Linked DNA regions of Oryctolagus cuniculus: region 1 is linked to region 2. The links are chromatin contacts, called in public Hi-C maps. All regions are on one chromosome and are shown on one strand. The core of a region is the stretch at or near the end of the contact, and the rest is flanking DNA. Distances in the headings are between cores, read along the strand shown. Region 1 has its middle 130 kb from the start of DUSP4. Region 2 holds the start of DUSP4 (dual specificity phosphatase 4).

What was found. Hi-C and Micro-C count contacts between places; a contact is called where the count stands out from the background.
Region 1: a Hi-C map of an unstated tissue shows a contact between it and region 2, with 2.4 times the contacts expected there. The contact joins the enhancer-like site here to the promoter of DUSP4 in region 2. A contact is called at or near these places in 2 of 6 Hi-C or Micro-C datasets (skin fibroblasts and an unstated tissue).

What each region holds. Positions count from the first base shown.
Region 1 is chr2:79,572,898-79,578,581 of mOryCun1.1, reverse strand. No RefSeq gene overlaps it. Among named protein-coding and RNA genes, the nearest start is that of DUSP4, 130 kb to the right of the region's middle. Within about 2 kb of position 3,156, at least 1 of the 8 cell types and tissues checked has an H3K27ac peak or open chromatin away from gene starts, as enhancers often do.
Region 2 is chr2:79,443,813-79,449,518 of mOryCun1.1, reverse strand. DUSP4 (dual specificity phosphatase 4) reads left to right here and starts at 3,192. Exons shown (of 4, transcript XM_002720829.5): 1 at 3,192-3,741. The coding sequence starts at 3,333.

The sequences.
Region 1 (5,684 bases), core at 1,907-4,406, 130 kb before region 2:
GAGGAGAAGGAGCCAGACTCTGAGGGGGCGGTGGGGAGCTCAGGGAGGAGGCGTCGGTGTGCCGGAGGGCAGCTCCCGCTCCTGGAGGAGAAGCAGAGGTGAAGTGGAGGGAGTCCCTGCAGCACAGAATGGGAGCTGCAGAGGGGCAGAGCTACCCAGCAAGAGCACCCAAGCAGGGGCTCCAGGAACAAGACGATGGGTTGGTGGTGCCTCTCAGTGGCCCCCTGGGAGGGCCTCAGGGCATATCTTTAAAAAAAAAAAAAGGCTGGCACCATGGTGAAGTAGGTTAATCCTCCAACTTCGGTGCCCAAATCCCATATGGGTGCCCGTTCTCGTCCCAGCTGCTCCACTTCCAGTCCAGCTCTCTGCTGTGGCCTGGGAAGGCAGTGGAGGATGGCCCAAGTCCTTGGGCCCCTGCACCCGCATGGGAGACCCGGAGGAAGTGTCTGGCTTCTGTTTTCAGATCCGCATAGCTCCAGCTGTTGCAGCCAATTGGGGAGTGAACCAACGGAAAGAAGACCTTTCTCTCTGTCACTCCCTCTCACTCTCTGTAACTCTACCTCTCAAATAAAATAAATAAAAATCTTTAAAAAAAAAAAAAAGAATGTACAGGCGTGGTAGTGGGGTGAGTAGGGGGCGTGGATTTGCTCTAATGCCATAGGAGTCGGTGCTTCAGTGGAGAGAGAAAACTCACAATATATAATGCGAGTTGTGTACAAGGGGACTTCAAACCACTCGTGGAAAATGGAATTAGAAAATGTTTGTTTTGCTGTAAAAAAAAATCTTGAAATCCATGCATTCAAGGGGGTTTCAAAAAGTCATGAAAAATATGTATGTTTTTAAAAATGCGTGAATTTCTGTGAACTTTTTGGAGTGCCTTTGTCTATAGCAAGATATACTTTTCTTTCCCTCCCCCAGCACCCATCTAACAAGGGCAGATGGTGTCAAGAGGAAGGGCATTATTTTACCAGGTGCTCGTGGAGGCAAGATGGGACAGAAGCTGACGCCTCTAGGATGTTGGCCACAGGAGGGGAGCACCTACCTCGCACTGCGGTGGACACAACCTGGAACAGCTGGGGGCCAATGGAGGAGGGAGAAGGAGGGGTTAGGAGGACTTGGGGATGGCAGAGAGCTCAACACCGCACCATGGTACCCAGCCCACAGACGCTGCAAATGTAGAGCAAAGTCTCCTAACACACACCATGGGAGGGAGTCCCTAATGGAAAGTGGACTTGGCACCCTGTGAGCCAAGCTACACACAGGAAGAGCAGACAGTCCAAGAGGCCACGGAAGCCCCCAAGTAGGGCACAGCATGGGTTTATGCTCTCAAATTCAGTGGGAAAAGTTTCCTTTTGTACTTGAAGTTTCTTAGCATAGGTACCCGTAACCTTCAAAGGTAGTTCCTCAGCCAGGCTTTTGGTGTAGTGGTTAATTAACATCCATATCACGTAGTGGAGGTCTTGGGTTCAAGTCCCAGTTCTACTCCCAGTTCCAGCTGTCTGCTGATGCAAACCCTAGGAAGCAGCGGCGATAGCTCAAGTGGCTGGATTCCCAGCACCCACATGGGGTGGGGATGTCTGGATTGAGTTCCTGGCTTCTGTCCCCAGCCTGGAGCTATTGTGGACATTCAGGAGTGAACCAATAGATGGGAAATCCCTGTGTGTGTGTGTGTGTGTGTGTGTGTCTGCCTTTCAAATAAGTAAAATAGATAAATAAGAATTACTTTGAAAACTTCATTATTGTTTAAAGATATATTATTTTATTCATATATTTGAAAGGCAGAATGACAGATACGGGGGTGGGGGGGGGGGAGATCTTCCATCCACTGGTTCATTCCCTAAATGGGCACACCCAGACCCACAGGGCTGATCCAAACCAAAGCCAGGAGCCTGGAACTCCACTTGCGTCTTCCATGTAGCTGGCAGGGCCCCAAACACTTGAGCCATCTTCTGCTGTCTTCCCAGGCACATTAACAGAGAGTCGGATCTGAAGTGGAGCAGCCGGGACTCAAACCGGTGCTCTGATACGGGATGCCAACTTTGTAAGCTGTGGGGCAACACAGTGCTGGCCCCTAACACCTTAAGAAGTAGTTTCCTAGCAATAAGAAGATGGCCCTAGTACTAGGGCCCCTGCACCCACGTGGGAGACCTGGAAGAAGCTCCTGGCTCCTGGCTTCAGATCTGCCCAGCTCCAGCAGCTGAGGCCATTTGGGGAGTGAACTAGCAGATGAAAGACCTCTCTCCCTGTCTCTCCCTCTCTCTGTCTGTAACTCTGCCTCTCAAACAAATAACTAGTTTCCTTTCACTTCTTCCTGCAAGTGTCCTTTTGTTTCCTATAGTAACTGCATTGCTTTCTTGCAGCCTGCAGCAAGGCTGGGTTACCTCTTCAATATCTCAGCAGGAGCAGGAAAGCGGGAGAAGCCTGCAGAAGCCAGGAGGCACCCAAACCCCTGCGCCCTTCCAGGGCCACAAGGAGAGCCTGAGCCACGGGGCGCCTCCCTGCCTCCCCCTTTCCCTGCTGTTCTCAGAAGGAGGCACAGCTGTCCTGGGATTTGCTCCTGTCTGCAGGAAGCTGCAGCTGCAGCTCAGAACAAGAGAGAAGCTAGACTTGGCGGGGATAAGGAACCCCAAGGGCACATTCCAAGGCCTTGCACATCCTCAAGGGCCAACAGGTGCTTAAAAGTGATGCTTACAGGTGATGGGGGTCTCTGCTCTCTCACCTAAGCCTCCTCCCCCACATGCCTTCACAAGACTGCCTCCAGCTCCGGGCTGGAATGAAGGATGCAAATAGATCTAATCTCCAAACAAACTGTGGTATTCGCAGGGAGTGTTTCAGGCTGCGGGGAGGGGACAGCCCCAGGCAGCGGTTTCCGCCCCCTCCCTCAGCCCAGCCTCTTGAAAAACGCCCCGTGGTTGGTTTGGACCCCGAGGCTCTTCCAGATGCTGTCGGAAAAACACCCAAGGCCCCGGATACCACAGCCCAGACCCCTGCTCGGTCCAGCGGGAGCTGCTCAGGCGCAAAGAGCTGTCGGCTGGGAGCAGGCGCCAGGTCTTATGGCTTCCGGCCACATCCTGTCTCCTGAGCCCTTGAGTCACTGTGCTCAGCTGGGGAGCGGGGATACCTACACTTCCGCCTCCCCGGCGCTGCGTGGGCGGAAGCCGAGAAGTGACTGATGGCGCAGGTCCTGTTACCGCCACGCCTGTGCTGGCTGCAAACCCTACGTGGGGGTCTCGCGGATCAGAGCTGTTTATGCAGGGTTTGAGCGCTGCGCACCAGGTCACCAAGTTAGCGATGCTGAAACTGTTACTTATTTTCTTATTTGAAAGGCAGAGAGAGATCTTCCATCCACCGGTTCACTGGCCAAATGCCAACAGCCAGGGCTGAAGCCAAGGGCCAGGAGCTCAATCTGAGTCTTTCTTGTGAGTAGCAGGGGCCCAAGTTCTTGAACTGTCACCTGCTGCCCGTGAGCAGGAAGCTGGGTTGCGAGCAGAGGATCTGGGACTTGAACCAGGCACCATGCTATGGGATGCTGGCATCACAAGTGGTGACTTAACCCCTGTGCCATACCCTCCCCCAGCTCTGCTGGCAATTTTTTTTTTTTATTATTTCAGGATGCTAAGATAAGCTACTGTTTATTTATTCCTTACAGTTATTATCAATGAACTGGCAGGTTCCACTGGCTCTCCCTGCTACCCTTCTCCCTGGCCTGGCTGTGCCCACCCTGAATGGTTGCTGGCCCAGATATGGCCACCCTATGGGAAAAGCTGTACCAGTGAAGGCCAAGGTCAGTTCAGGAGGCCCCTCTGGGCGGGACTGTGACCAGCTGTGCCATGCAGTGAAGTGACCCTGGCCCCAGTGGATGGTCTGCAAATCCCAGAGACCTGGGAAGTGCAGCTTTCCCCGGCCCACTGCCACCGAATGGGAATCTCCGAGAGACTTCTCAGAACCTGTGTTCTTACAGATTTGAATTTGAAGACCACTCTTCTTTCACCTTGAGAACTCACTGTTTGTCTTGTTGAGTGAATAAATACCAAATTTGGAAATTCCCAAATGGCAGACCTTTGGGAGTGGGGGGAGTCCTGTCCACATTCCCTAGTCACCACGTAGGTCCTCTCTACTCAGATATGCTGTGTGATTGGGCACCAGCCATCTCTCGTTGCCTGCCAGGCAACACATTATCTCCCTGTTCACATCTGGGCGCGTGCTGTGGTGTAATCGGTTAAGCCGCCGCCTGGGACGCCTGCCTCCCATATTGGAGCGCTGGTTCAAGTCCTGGCTTCTCCGTTTCCCATCCAGCTTCCTGCTAAGACATCCTGAGAGGCAACAGATGATGGCTCAAGTGCTTGGGCGCCTGACACCCATGTGGGAGACCCAGATGGAGCTCAGGGCTCTAGGTTTAAGCCTGACCCATCCCTGGAGGTTGCAGGCATTTGGGGAGTGAACCAGCAGATGGAAAGGAAAATTCTCTCTCTGTCTCTGCAGTTTAGATATAGTAAATCCAATGTGTGGCAGGCTGGGCTGAGGCATTGAGCCAAAGGAAGGATGCACGGCACCGTTCACTGGGCATGGTTCTTGGACAACACCTCTCCACCACGGACACCTCGCTTGATCTCTGCATCTCCTGGGAAAGATGATGTGGAGATGAAAACAGCCCAGAGAGTGAGCAGAAATCATAATGCTATGTGAGTGTTGAAGGGGACCCTGGGCGACCTGAGGATCCTCCACCCCGGCGTGGAGCACAGTCACCGGCGTGTTCCCTACACCCGGGACCACATCACAACACGGATGACTAAGAAAAGCAGTGAGACTCAGACAACAAATGTTTCCACTCTGTTATCTCAGGCCAGCTGCAGCGGTCAGGATGTCTGCTGCACACAACAGGTCCCCAGAGCCATGTAGGTGAGGGACTCCGGATCATTATCTCGCACGGGGACTCACTGGCTGTGTGCATCACACGGAAGTGAGGGCATGAGGAAGGGGAGGGTGACTCAGCTGGTCGGGTCTCCGCCTTGGGGAGGGCAGGCCAGCCGCGATCTACCTGCAGCATGGCAGATGTTACTAAGCCTGGGAGGTCCTTCCTTCAACCGGCCCTTGCCTGTGCTCTCAAAGCCTCCACCTACTCTGAGCAAGATTCTCTCAGACCTACAGCACCTTCCTGACCCATAGATCACGGCTGCAGGACCCTCAGCAAGACTGGCAGGAACCTGGGTTCAGGAAGAAAACAAAAGCAGGTCTGGGAACAGGCCAAGGAGCAATCGGGAAACTCACGGGGTTCTTTCCAGAATGTCTGTCTTCTCACCTTAAGTCTGCCTGTAACAGAGTAATTTCTTACGGGCAGGCGTGTGAACTAGTGGTTAACATAGCAGTTAGGACGTCCCACGGCAGAGGGCCTGGGCTCCATCCCCAGCTCCTGACTTCAGTCTTACTAATGCAGACCCTGGAGGCAGCAGTGATGGCTCGAGTCGTTGACCACAGCTTCCCAGGTGAGAGACCTGGACTGCGATCCTGGCTCCTGGCTTCAGACCCAGCTAAATCCCAGCGATTGAGGGCATTTGGAGAACCAACCAGTGGGTGGGAGCACCTTCTTTCTGTGTCGCTTCAATTTTCAAATAAATAAACAAACAATATACTGAAAGTTAGCCTTAAGACTCTGCAGTAGTCCTGAGCCTGGTAGCTATCATTAA
Region 2 (5,706 bases), core at 1,943-4,442:
AGCGCGATGAGCCGGCCGCAGCGCGCCGGCCGCGGTGGCCATTGGAGGGTGAACCAACGGCATAGGAAGAACTTTCTCTCTGTCTTTCTCTCTCTGTCCACTCTGCCTGTCAAAATAAATAAACAAACAAACTACAGCTCCTCGCGCAATCCCATTCTGATCCCTGCAGCGCCGTCTTAGTTAATTAAATTAACTTTGCAGCGACATTCAAGCCCAGTGTCTTCCTTCCAAACGCTTTGTTTGCGCCCAGATCTGGTGATTGACAAGCTGTTTCGCAAGCTTCCTGTGTGAACGGATTACGTTCCCCGCCCCCAGCCCGCTGAGCAATTGGAGGAAGTTTTATCACCAAGCCTGGAACAGCCGCTGTCCGGTACCCCTCCCACTGTATTTGCTTCATTGCGGACCGAATGCTACAAGCACTTAGAATTAAAATGCATACATGTGCATCACATAAATGAAATACCATAACGTAAATCTCATTAGCGCAAAGCCGATTCCTGGGCTAGAGCTAGGGGACACCCGGGCCTTAGCCCTCGCCGCGGAAGCCACTCCCGGCATGCACACGCGAGTCCGAGGCGGCGGCCGCCCTCCGGGGAGCAGCGCGCAGGCGCGGCGCGCACACGCGGACACCCACGCGCGCCCGCGGGACGCGGGGCTTGGCGGCTGCGGACTGCTGTCAAGTGCAGAGAGCCAGTCTTTGTTCCGGGGGCATTCTCCTCCCCCCGTATTGGGCTGTTCCTTACGCGCCACGTGAGCGCCGCTCGCGGGCTGGGCAGGCGGGGAGCTGCCCCCGGCGCCGGGGCGACAAAGGCGGGCAGCGCGCGGCCCGTGCGGCTCCGGGCCCTTGCCCCACCTCCTGCCCCTGTGGCGCTATTGGCTCGGCCCTGCCTCCCACTGAGAGGCTCCTGGAAGCCACGTCCCGTCCAGACCTTTGCGAAGGAGTAGGGGTCTCTCCTCGCCGAGAGGGGCCGGATATCTGAGCTGCCTGGAAAAGCGAATCTTCCCGGAGCTGTCAGGGCTGGGGGACCCCTGGACCAGGGCGCATTCCTGGTGTGTTAACGAGATCAGGGGTTAGAGAGCCCCACAGCCACCCCAGCAGAATGAGGGGCGCCACGGAGACCTCTCGTGTCGCTCCGTGCGCTGTGTCCGCTGACCTCCACCCGGAGTGCCCGCGCCCGGGCCCCTCAAAGGGTTGGGATTAGGGTGAGCGCGTGCCTCAGGCGCAAAACTTCAGGGGTGTGTGTGTGTGTGAAAAAGTTACTGATCAAAATAAATGTCTTAAAGCCATGTATCAAAAACGCGAAAGTGCACGATGAACGAAATAGTCCATTTTAAGTCGACACAGGAGCACTGCAGAGTCGTGCTGAGCCACCTTGGAGCCCCAGAACATAAGGATTCTGCCCCGGACAAGCCACAGGCCAGGCCCCCGGGTGGGGGATTCGGGGCGCTGAGGGCGGGGTGGTGGGGCGCAGGTCGGTGGCCTCGGAAATGGAGGCCCCGCTGAGCCCCGGTTGGGGCCTGGGGCGAATGGCCCCGGGGGCCGGAGGTGAGAGCTCCGGAAAGCCGCGCAGCCGGGAACAAAAGCCCGGAGCAGGGCGAGCGGGGAGGGCCCAGCCGGGGCGGGAGGGGCCGGCGCGCGACCCAGCTACCGGGACTCGCGGCGCGTCCTGTAATTCCCTAGCTCGGTGATTAATTCTCCCCTAACAAGGCTTGGCAAGATGTCGGCCGAATAATTTTTGGCTTCTGGAAGGGCCCCACCGCGTGCGCGCACAACCCCGGTGTCAAAGAGGCCTCGGGGAAATTAAATGCATAAGTAAAGCCGGGCGGGGGTGTGTGTGGGGGGGGATGCTACGTGACCTGGAAGGAAGGCGGGAGGCCGGGAACCCTGCGTGGGGCCCGCGGCTCGCTCAATCCTTCCCAAAGGTCAGCGCACGGCCGCGCCTCGGGGTTTCGCCCCACACCCAACGCGGACCCCATCTTTGTGCCCTGCGGAGCCGGTCCACACGCGCGCAGAAAGGGGAGGAGAGCCTCCGCCCGCCAGGGTTAAATAAACATCTTTTAGGAAGCGCGGCGCACACCACCACCATTCGGCCCATGCGCGCCTCCCTCCGGGTGGTCCACGGCAGCCCGGCACCTCTCGCCGTTACGGGGCTACGGGGGGCGGGGAGGGCTTTCTCTTTCCTCTTGTAAAAGGGGCTTGCCCACGTTCCTCGGAAGCCGTAAAGCTGATCTCACGACGCGAGATAAACTCAGTCACCCGCTAACGCCTGCGTAAAGAGCGCGCCTGGCTGGCCCGGGCGCGCACGCTGAGCTCCGGGGAGCGGAGTCCCGGGCCGCGCCGGAGGGAGGAGGAAGGGGAGGGGGCGCGCCGCGTTCCCCTCTCCCTTGGGGCTCTGGGGAGAAACCTGCGGCTGAGTTAGGGGCGCGGCGGGGCGGGGGGAGAGCATGGAGACAAAGGGGAAGCAGCCTGGAGCTTCGTCCTGGACTCGGCGGCGCCGGAGTCCGGGCCGGCTGTTTGTTTCCATTGCACCGAACCTCGCGCGGCCCGGGAAGCGGCGGCCCCGCTGCTCGTGTCGAGCGGGAGGCGCGCGGCGGGCTCCGGGCCCGCGGGCGGAGCGGCGGCTCCATTCACAAAAGTCCAGGCGCCGCCGCCACCGCCGCTCGCCGGCGGCTCGGAGGCCGCTCCCTCTTCCGCTGGGTCTCCGTTTTATGAATGGGCCTGGCGGCGCGCACCGAGCGGCCTGTTTACTCCGCTCTTTGTGACGTCGCGGCCCCGTGACCAGGCGCGAGCGGCCGGCGCTCCATTCACGCGCCCGGGAGGGCTGCGATCGGGGGGGGGGGGGGGGGGGAGGGCGCGGGGCCGGGCCTGGGAGGGGGCGGAGCCTCGCAAGGTAGTATTGAGTTCCCTCCCCGGGGTGGGGGGAGCCGAGGAGCATTAATAAATCTATAAGCCGAGGAGGAAGCGCGGCCGGGCGGTGCGCCGAGCTCCGGCTGTGCTTGGGGGCCCGCGCACCGGCGGGAACAGTACGGCCGGCTAAGCCCACGAGAGGCGGCAGCGAGCGGGAGCCGCGATCTCTCCGTACACGCACTCCCCGCCACTGCTGCCACCGCCACCAGCGCCTCCCCAGCGAGCCGCCTACCGGGAGCCCGGGACCGCTGCGCTGCGCCTGCTATGTAACCGCGAAGCTGCGGGAGGAAGGGGACTGCGAGAAGAGGCTGCCCACGGCGGCACAAGTTTGCGGCCACTTGTGCAGGCGCCCGCGCGCAGCCTCGCCGGCCCGGGGGCCCTCCGCTCCCCCTCGCGCGCCCCGCAGCCGCGCTGACCGGCCGGCATGGTGACGATGGAGGAGCTGCGGGAGATGGACTGCAGCGTGCTGAAGAGGCTGTTGAACCGGGACGAGAGCGGCGGCGGCGCCCTGGGGCTGCTGGGCGGCGGCAAGTGCCTGCTGCTGGACTGCAGACCGTTCCTGGCGCACAGCGCGGGCTACATCCGCGGCTCGGTCAACGTGCGCTGTAACACCATCGTGCGGCGGCGGGCCAAGGGCTCCGTGAGCCTGGAGCAGATCCTGCCCGCCGAGGAGGAGGTGCGCGCCCGGCTGCGCTCCGGCCTCTACTCGGCCGTCATCGTCTACGACGAGCGGAGCCCGCGCGCCGAGAGCCTCCGGGAGGACAGCACCGTGTCGCTGGTCGTGCAGGCGCTGCGCCGCAACGCCGAGCGCACGGACATCTGCCTGCTCAAAGGTACACGCGGGCGCCCACCGCGCGAGCGGGGAGGGCAGGGGCGTGGGGACCGAATACCCGGGGCGACTTCGTTGGCCGTGGGGAGCCCCGCGCGCTCCTTGGCGCGCGTGTTGGTGTGTAGTGCGTGGGTTTGCAAAGGGTCGTGCGTCTCTGCGCGTGCGAGCTCCGAGTTCCTGGGGACCGTGCGGCTGCGTTTCCCGGGTCACCTGCCATTCCGAAGGCGTCGCGGCGACACCGTGTTTGCTTACACTCTAACGGTTCTGGCCTCGCGGGTGAGGCGACTCTGCTGGAGTCCTGGCGGGGAGTGCTCCCCGGTGCCACCGAGTGCCCTGCCCCGAGTCCTAACCCCCCCGGGGGTGAGGGAGGGGAGTGAGCGCCGAGACTGGCTGTGTCCCTTGGGCTCAGTGGGAAGCGATCCTCGCGTCCCGTCTCCCACTGCCCAACTCCAGGCGCCGCGTGGGAAGTGGCAGGTTGCTTCCGCGCTGGGCTAGTCCCAGACTCGGGGACGCGGGGCCAGAACCGTGCAAACCCGGGCGGTGGAGACTCGAGACCTTTTGTTCAGCTACGAGTCTCCCTGGCTGTCTGATGGTGGCGCGTGTCTGCGCGAAGTGAACCCTGGCCAAACTCTTGGCAGCAGCGGCAGCAGGGTCCCGCGTGCTCTGGAAGTCGCTGGAGCGGCGGCGCGCTGGCCGCACCTGCCGGGCCAGGGGCCGGGGAGTCCCCTGCCGCGCTGCGCCCCCCCACCCCGCCCCGGGCCGCCGCATTCCGCACATTCTTTGGCCGCGCCGGGTCTTCGCTTCCGACCCGGAGAGGCGTTTCCTAGCCGCGCCATCAAAGAGCCGCCCCTCTCCCTGCAGGCGCCCTAAGCCCCCTCTCTCCTCGCCTCTCCCCTCGGGACCTGTTCGCCCGGGAGGAAGGGAGATGGGCGGGGGAGAGGGGCGGAAAACCTCTCCCCACCGCCCCCTCCCCGCCGCACTGCCGCGTAGCTCCTTGCCTGCGAGCCGGGCCGCCCCTGTGGACAGCGGGGGGCTTTGTCCTGCGTCGTTGTTTGCTGACCGTTTGACCTGTCAGCTGCCGGGGAAAGGCCGCTGTTGACCTTTGGTTGAACCGCTAAGGCGATTTTGCTGATTTTTCCTTTTCCCTAAGGGTCGCCTTTTGCCCCTCCGCTGCAGCCTATACCCCCAAATCTCCCCAAGGCGCTTTAAGAGACGGCGCGGGGGAAGCCGCTCGCCCTGCCAGGCCCTGCGGTGCCGGGGTCCCCGCGCCGCAGGTGCCTAGGAGACCTCCTGGGCGAGCGTCTGCGCCATTGTCGGAGCGCTCCCAGTCCCCCGGAGCCGCGAGCCCTCCCGGCCCCGCTGGTTCGGAGCCGGAGCGCGCGCGTCTCTTCGCGGACCTCTGGCCGGACGCAGCAGCGCGAGAACGCTGAGGGGGCTGGCGCTGGGCTCCGGCCCCACGTGCAGCCGGCGTCTGTTTTGTTTTGTTTTCCTTCCTGGAAGAAATCCGGAGGCGACCGCCCCGGAGCGGCAGCGCGGGGGCTGGAGCCCTGGGGCTTCCGGGACACAGTGATTTAGGTCCTGTCCCCCGGGCTATCAGCCAGAATCCCATCCCGAGACGCCGAGCCAGACCCGGTCTGAGCCAGGCAAATACTGATGAGACGCCAGGCCGTTTCTGGGGAAAATGACAGTGTCCCGGCGGCGTGGCGAGGTGCCTGGCCTGCGGAGAGGGCGATCCTACCGAGGCCTGCACCGCCTGCGACCCTACGCGCGCCACAGGGGGCATCCCAGGGATGGAGATCGAGGGGGAGTCCTGGGCAGCAGGTTTAGCTGCTGACTCGCCAGGGACAGCTGCTCCCCTAACCCCAACCCCAACCGAAGCCGGGGGTTGGAGCTGCGTCTTCAGGAGCAAAGAGAGCAAAGCGCCTCCAGGGCGCGGGGCTGTCCAGCCTGATGGGGGAGGTGACCTGGG